Linked DNA regions of Pan troglodytes: region 1 is linked to region 2. A link is a contact called in public capture Hi-C data. All regions are on one chromosome and are shown on one strand. Each heading gives the region's core, a stretch centred on a gene start, on an enhancer-like site or on the middle of the called end of the contact. The rest is flanking DNA. Distances are from core to core; before and after follow the strand shown. Region 1 overlaps LOC104001998 (a long non-coding RNA gene). Region 2 overlaps NPAS3 (neuronal PAS domain protein 3).

Region 1 (3,346 bases), core at 566-3,065, 310 kb before region 2:
AAGCACAAGAAAAATGGTATCGATAAAGAAGGCTGCTCCTGGTAGACAGTGCCTCTTTTTTTCCAACTAAATGATACACCTAAGGCATAAACCACAGAGTCTGAAATCTGAGCCAACCTGGTTGTCTTTTCAGCTTCTGGAACCCACTTGGGACATTGCTACTCCCCCGTGCCTCAAGGGTACCCTTCCTTAAGACCTTGTCCTACAAAGGCCTCATCGTGATTTGCCTATTGGAGCTTGGCTTGCTCTGATAGACAAAGTGCAGGAGTGGGGTGTGGCTGAGCCGCAGCAGCTGCAGGGAGATCTTTCAGAGAACTGTGGGCAGGACAGAGAACTCCAATCCTGGCCCTGGCACTGGCAGGCTGGGTGAAGTCTCTAGTGCTTAACCCCCTTAGTCCTCTTTTTGCAAAATGAAGGCAACATCAACAGACTTCGGGGAGTCTCCTGAGACTAAATCCTTAAAGAGGGAGTTAGGGAAAAGCAGGTGGTAGTGTTCACTGTGGTGACAGAGCAATCATGCTCATCAGAACCTGTGGTTTTAGGGCCTGGGGGCCATGGAAAGAGCAAGGGGTGGCTTCATCCTCAGGTGGATAGTTCTCCTTCCTGGGGCCTCTCTTCCTTCCTCTCTCCCTTGCTATCCCCTAACCTGTCCCAGTGCTTCTTTAGAGACCAGGAAGATTCTCAGGAATGGTTGCCCCTTGGGCCAGTGTTAGAGCAGGAATCTAGAAGGAAGGTCATGTGTTAGGCCTGCAAAATTTACCCTTCTCCCCAGATGCTTCCATTCCTTTTTACCTCACTGCCCTCCCTTAGATTTTTATTTGGCCTAACTTAGGTCATTTTTTTTTAACAAAAAAAAAAAAGAGGGGGGAGGGCTATTGGCATAGTTCTACCTCAGCAACTATCCAGGGAGCCTGGCCTGGTCCAGGCATGCAGTGGGTTTTCCTTCAGAAATGAGTCCTTTGAGAGCCCAGAGAAGGGCAGCCCTGAGCCTGTTCACTCAGCCTGACCTGGAAAAACTGCAACCCACTGAGACACTCTGTTTCTCAGTTCTGTCCTTTCTAGAAGGTACCATTCCTCCTGAAAGGTCAAAGTGACTGTTCAGTCTCAATCTATCATGTGATGAAAGGTGTGGTACCAACTACAGCAAATAAACTTACAATTTCCAACATCCAACCAAAGAGGCTGACTACAAAATAAAGCTATTCCTACGAAACTGCAATTTTTGCAGGTCAAATTTTCAGCCAGCCACCAGAGGGTGCCCGTAGAGCTCTCTAAAAATGACCAAAACCTGAAGAATTAGAGGAGAAAGAAAATTTCCAGTGCATGAAAGACCAGGACAAAATACAGCTTACCCCCACCTGACTTGAACAGATACACAGGCCAGACAAGGAGCTGTGAGGCTGTCAACAACAAGAACCAGGGTGGGAGTAACCCCAGATTTTACCTAGATATGAGCTAAACAAGTTGCTTCTTGATTTCACATTGGCAATTGCGATAGTACTTTGAGGACTGGCCCAGAAAGCATTTTCATCCCCTGGCAAAACTCTTCCCCATCAGCTTCCCAACCATGTGTACAAACGAAATGCAAATACATGTAAATATTAGCCTGAGTCAAAGTCTTCTTGGAAGGTAAGGCTGCTTGCGACTGCTGCTGCTTTGAAAAAGAAAAATCCTATAATGCAAGTGAAAGGACAGATTTTCTGAGCCACTGCTTCTGCACCAGGGTGAGGGTTCAGAAGGACGAAATACAGGTGCCATGGTTCTCTGAAGAGATGGTCTTGTGTGGAGCACACCTGGAATGAAAGGATGGGGACAGCTTCTACCCTCTCCCCAGCAGGGCCTGACAAGCAGGCTGTGTGGCATTCCTGTATTTCCAGGGCTGGCACAGTGGCTGACACACAGTAGCTGCCTGTAAATGTTTGTTGAATGAGTGAATAAATGACTAGGAAGGGAGCTGGAGTGGGTGTGACACTGTCTGGGCTGGCTGGAGCTTTCACCAGGTTGAGGGATGACAGGGAAAGGGGTAGGTGGGTGTGGGAGGGTAATTTCCCAGTGAGGAGAGATTCTGTGTTTCATCTGGGTTGCCTGTCTGAGGCCTTTTCTGTGGGCAACTAAGGCCCTAAGACAGAGTGTGTGGACTCTGCCCTAATGATAGTCAAACTGCCCAATGGTCCCATTCATTCACATATTTGTCTACTAATTGACAGCTATTGAGTACCTAATGGGAACCGTGGCCTTCATCCCTCATCCCTACACAGGCGACCCCAGACTGTCTTAGCCACCTTCGTGAGCTGGGGATGGGAATGCCGGAGGAAGTGAGCACATGGCTAATACTGGGCAGGGGCTTTGGCTGTCTGGAAATGCAGCCAGCAGGGAGCTGGACTGAGGCACCGGTTGCTGGCAATTGGGCCATTTGTCTCTCTGGACAAGTGCAAGCAATAAGTGTGTATGTGCTCTGTGTGTGTGAGACTATGCAGGTGTGAGTGTGGGTTGCAATAATATTTCACCTTTACCATTTCACAACCCTTTGGCAGCACCCAGCCTCCCTTGCTGCGCCTACAAGGGAGAGAAGAGGTGATTAATATTTAAATTTGGAAATAGCTGTAGTTTGGAGACAGACATTATCATTCTAATTCACCATTGGAGAAATTATTATGTCCATGCTTTGCAGAGTATAATGTAGCCTCTATATTTGCTCCCTTCCTAATTTTTCTCCCTTGGGGCTGCTTTAATGACAACTTTGGGGGGATTACAGCCTTCAGATGAACAAAGGGGGATGTCTGACTTGGAAGAAAGAGAATGGGTTTAGGAATCTTCTTGTTTCTCTCCTCCCCTGCCCATGGCTAAGTCTGTCCTTCTGATACTATAATGAGCATCTTTTCCCCACCAGACTGAGAAGTGTAGTTTCTTGAGCTATAACCCTTTTAGTTTGCAAATCTCACACTGATGAGGTGCTGATGATCGCTGGGCCCACTCTGAGTAGTGGCCCAGCAGGATTCCCCACACTCTGTGAGCTGTTTGATGGCATAGATTATGCATCCATCTAGTCCTTTTAAATTTCTGATCTCCAACAGGTCTTGGCACAGTCCTGTGTACTGGGCAAGGTTAGACACAAGTGAGAGGCTATTAGGAAAGAGCTTCAATAAACCAGCTATAGCTAAAGCAAAGGAAAATGTTCTGGAAAAGCTAAGCAGGCACCCGAAGAAGCTTCCATTGGATTTTCCCATCAGATTGCTTTTGTCATAAGATCTTCTCTGGGGAAAAAAAATCCATTTTTTTTTTAAAGGGAAGGAAAGAAAACCCATACCTAGAGGCAAAAGATGGCCCAATGACATCTTTGCCTGAG
Region 2 (3,535 bases), core at 274-2,773:
TCTAAACCAGAACAAGCCAGAGTCCTAAAGACGTAGTAAATTCATATTGTCCATTTAATTACGGCTAATAAGTGCTTCATATACAATAGTTTCATGAAGTACATTTAGATTTTTTTTTTTTTTTTTTTTTGGAGGCGGGTGGATGGGTGTGAAGGGAAGTCACTTTGGAAAAGAGCTGTGTTTAAGGCTGTGGAAGCTCTTCTCATCTTGTCCTGAGCCACTCTTCCTGGCTCTGAAAGTGCCACATCCAACTATTACATCCATAAACATATAAACTTTGAAGGTTTTCTTCCATTCTCCTTTTTTTTTCTCACAGCACACTAACGGGACCGTTGTAAAATTTGGTAATTATGTCTTAACTGTTACTTGAAAAAGCCTCACTTTGATGAGTGTTTCAAATCATAACAAGTTTCATTCTGAAACTCCTCACCAGTTTAGGGTGTTTTGAAGGCCCGGAACTGTCACCTTCTCTTGGTGGCGTGGCTCCACAGGTTGCATTGTACTCTCCTTTTGTAGGCAATTGTAAGTTCTGCCATTCTGCATGCATGGCTTCCCAGGCTACAAAACTGCGTGGTGAAGCTGAAAGCAGTAAAATACTAACTCTGCCATACAGCTCTTCTGTCAAACCATTGTTGCATGCAACAAGATGTGCTTTTATTCAAATCCTCTCAACCTGGTTAACTATTAATAGAGGAACGATGGGTTATATAATTCTGTCCACTATTTTCACAGAGAAAACTTACAGCACCCCAATCAGTGGTTGGGGGTATAATTCTGTCTGCTTTGTGTCTGGAATGAGGAATAATTCCAAATGGTTCTAGTATGTTTAACAAAGGCAAAGAGACTAAGAAGCCCCTTTTTTAGAATCACATGGAGAATACATTGAGATGGCAGGCCAGATCAGCACAGCCTGCCTGGGAGTTCTAGACTAGAATTTGACCAAAAGCAGGCAAAATTTTAAAAAGAATTATCTCCATTTTACAAAGTATACAAAAGGGGCAAAGGGATAAAGGAGTTATAATATCAAATTAGAATCTGCAGAATCAATGTAAAGATCACCCCCTCCTTCCTGATAATACTTTCTCTTAATAAAATCCCAATTTGGAAATGGATATCCAGCCAAACGTTTGGCCTCCCCAGTGGTCTGCACGTATGTGTAGCGAAGGGGGCTGAAAGGCTTCTTTGCTAAGGGACCGTATGGTGTCATCTTTTTGAATTACAGTAGGATGACTCTGGGTCTACCTAAATGGATCTGTGTTTCCTGAGAAGATAAATCCAGCACTCATTTGTTAGGGCCCATGAATATAATAATACAGCTTTCTTTATCACCCAGGCCAAGGGTCAGCTAGCAAGAGAGGAGAGCTAAATATGAGAGAGGCAGGACGGGTGACTTCTGATGTGAGGAGGTATCTGTAAAAAGACTGAAGGGGAAGGGAATGGCTCAAGGCTTCCTTGGGGAGTCGGGGAGCCACGTGATAGCCCTTGACTTCCTGTGGTGAATACCACAAAGCAGGTTCGGGAGCCCACCGTGGGCGGCTGAAGAGGACGAGTTTGACTGACCTGTGGTTTTACCCTGGGCCAGTCTGACAGGCAGAATTCCTAAAGGGTAGGCAATCTCACTTGGTCTTTCCTAGGGATTGGTGTTTTCTGAATGAGACCCCCAAGCGCCAGTGGGAATCTGGATAACTACAGATACGGTGCAGAGTTAGGACAACATGTTTACCAAAATATCACCCGAGTTGCTTTTGGTTTGCAACAGATCTTGTAAAAGAAATCATAATGTTTGGGAGGCCAAGGTGGATGGATCACTTGAGGCCGGGAGTTCGAGACTAGCCTGGCCCACATGGTGAGACCCTGCCTCTACTAAAAATCCAAAAATGAGCCAGGTGTGGTGGTGTGCACTCGTAATCCCAGCTGTGAGGGAGGCTGAGGCACAAAAATCGCTTGAGCCTAGGAGGCGGAGGTTGCGGTGAGCTGAGATTGCACCACTGAACTCCAGCCTGGGTGACAAAGCGAGACTCTGGCTCGAAAAAAGAAATCATAATGGAATTTAGCTTCTTTAAAAAATGAAAAAGAAATACCTTTTGCTTGGGCCTCCAGAATATAAATTTATGACTTTGGGATGAAGCTTCTTTCCTTGAAAAAAAAAAAAAAAAAAAAAGTCCTACTGGCAAATCAGTTGGATCATTCCAGCTGCGCCAGAGGCAGGATCTGACAGCTTTTCCTGAACTCATGTGGTCCTAATCAGCTCAAGAAGAAAAGCCACCTTGGTGCCAGTTTGAAAGAGATTTTTAGTGTGTAATAAATTAGAGAACTTGAAAAACACAGAAAAAACTTTTTTGATTCTCTTCAATCCAGTGGCTGTTGTTTTTTATTGTCAAGTTTTAGGTTTAAGCAGTGAGAAAGGAGAGAATATTTGAATAAGTTTATTTCATAAAATTCCTTTTGCGGGAATAACAAAAATAAGCACCACGTGAGTTACTTGATATGAAAGTCCTTAAAAAGATAGTTAATTGTCCCTTGAAAAGAGAGAGATACTTATCACACCAATGAGCTTAGGAGTAAAGTCATAACCATGTCTACAAACTACAAAGGGAAAGGAACAGAGGGAGAGGAACTAGAGAGAGAGATTCTAATTTGAATATCACATCCTTGTCATATGGTCTAGGTACCTCTAACATGTAACCTGGCATCTTTTCTTTGGTTTATTCCAAAGTTTACTTTCTACTCTCCAAAATTTTTGGGCTGAGCAACCTGTGTGTCTCTCGCTGAATTCACTGATCGTGTCAAAGCATCTCTAGAATTATGTCTTTAAAGTTGTACTCTAGTAATTACTTTTAGTTTGAGGATCCCAAAACTTTTAAATGACCTCTTCTTAGATTTGACAAAGTAAACCTGAAGACATAGAGAGGATAAATACACTTGCATAGGTTAGCTTAGAATCTTGAAAGGTCCCAGACGTAACTGGGAACATCTCTGCTAGCACACAAGAACATGTTCCTTGCTCCTCTGAAGCCCAGGGTGTAACCAGTTGCTTTTGGCTGTTGTTGCTCGAAGGGAAACCAGGAGGCTCTTCTTGGCACCATCCCACCCTCCAAGTTATAGGAGCTTTAGAGTTATAAGCTGTGCTCTTCAGAGGACAGAGGTAACCTTCCACTTGTGAGAAGAATACTATAGAGATGAACTGGGAGAGATTTAAATCCTCCTGGTTGAACTGCTTCAGCTTTGCTTAGCTAACAATTACAATACCATGAGTAAGTGTGTCTTTGGCTGTTGAAGTCAAAATATTAATACCACGTACCTCTAACTGTGAAGGAAGCTGCAAATACAGTTCAATCAAAAGAAAATTGTGGAGTGCTTACATTTTAGAACATGTGACCTTTTACATCAAACACAGGTTTCCCCTGCCCGCCCCCCACCCCCACCAAGACTGGATGCTAAGTTTTATTGAATATCTTTTTAAAATGTCACCTGGTCTCTTGGTTTGAGCTTAGTGGTTGGCCTATAAGAAATGTACTGCTTAGAATAATTCTTC

The links. Capture Hi-C pulls out chosen DNA fragments and counts their contacts.
Region 1: a capture Hi-C map of stem cell-derived neural stem cells shows a contact between it and region 2, with 5 times the contacts expected there. The contact joins two enhancer-like sites. A contact is called at or near these places in 1 of 7 Hi-C or Micro-C datasets (stem cell-derived neural progenitor cells) and 1 of 1 other capture datasets (stem cell-derived neural stem cells).

What each region holds. Positions count from the first base shown.
Region 1 is chr15:32,333,325-32,336,670 of NHGRI_mPanTro3-v2.0_pri, reverse strand. The region is part of intron 1 of LOC104001998 (a long non-coding RNA gene); the gene reads left to right. Among named protein-coding and RNA genes, the nearest start is that of EGLN3, 150 kb to the right of the region's middle. Within about 2 kb of position 1,815, at least 6 of the 24 cell types and tissues checked have an H3K27ac peak or open chromatin away from gene starts, as enhancers often do. A contact at or near this core is called in stem cell-derived neural stem cells, where this site is marked.
Region 2 is chr15:32,027,764-32,031,298 of NHGRI_mPanTro3-v2.0_pri, reverse strand. The region is part of intron 9 of NPAS3 (neuronal PAS domain protein 3); the gene reads right to left. Among named protein-coding and RNA genes, the nearest start is that of EGLN3, 160 kb to the left of the region's middle. Within about 2 kb of position 1,523, at least 2 of the 24 cell types and tissues checked have an H3K27ac peak or open chromatin away from gene starts, as enhancers often do. A contact at or near this core is called in stem cell-derived neural stem cells, where this site is marked.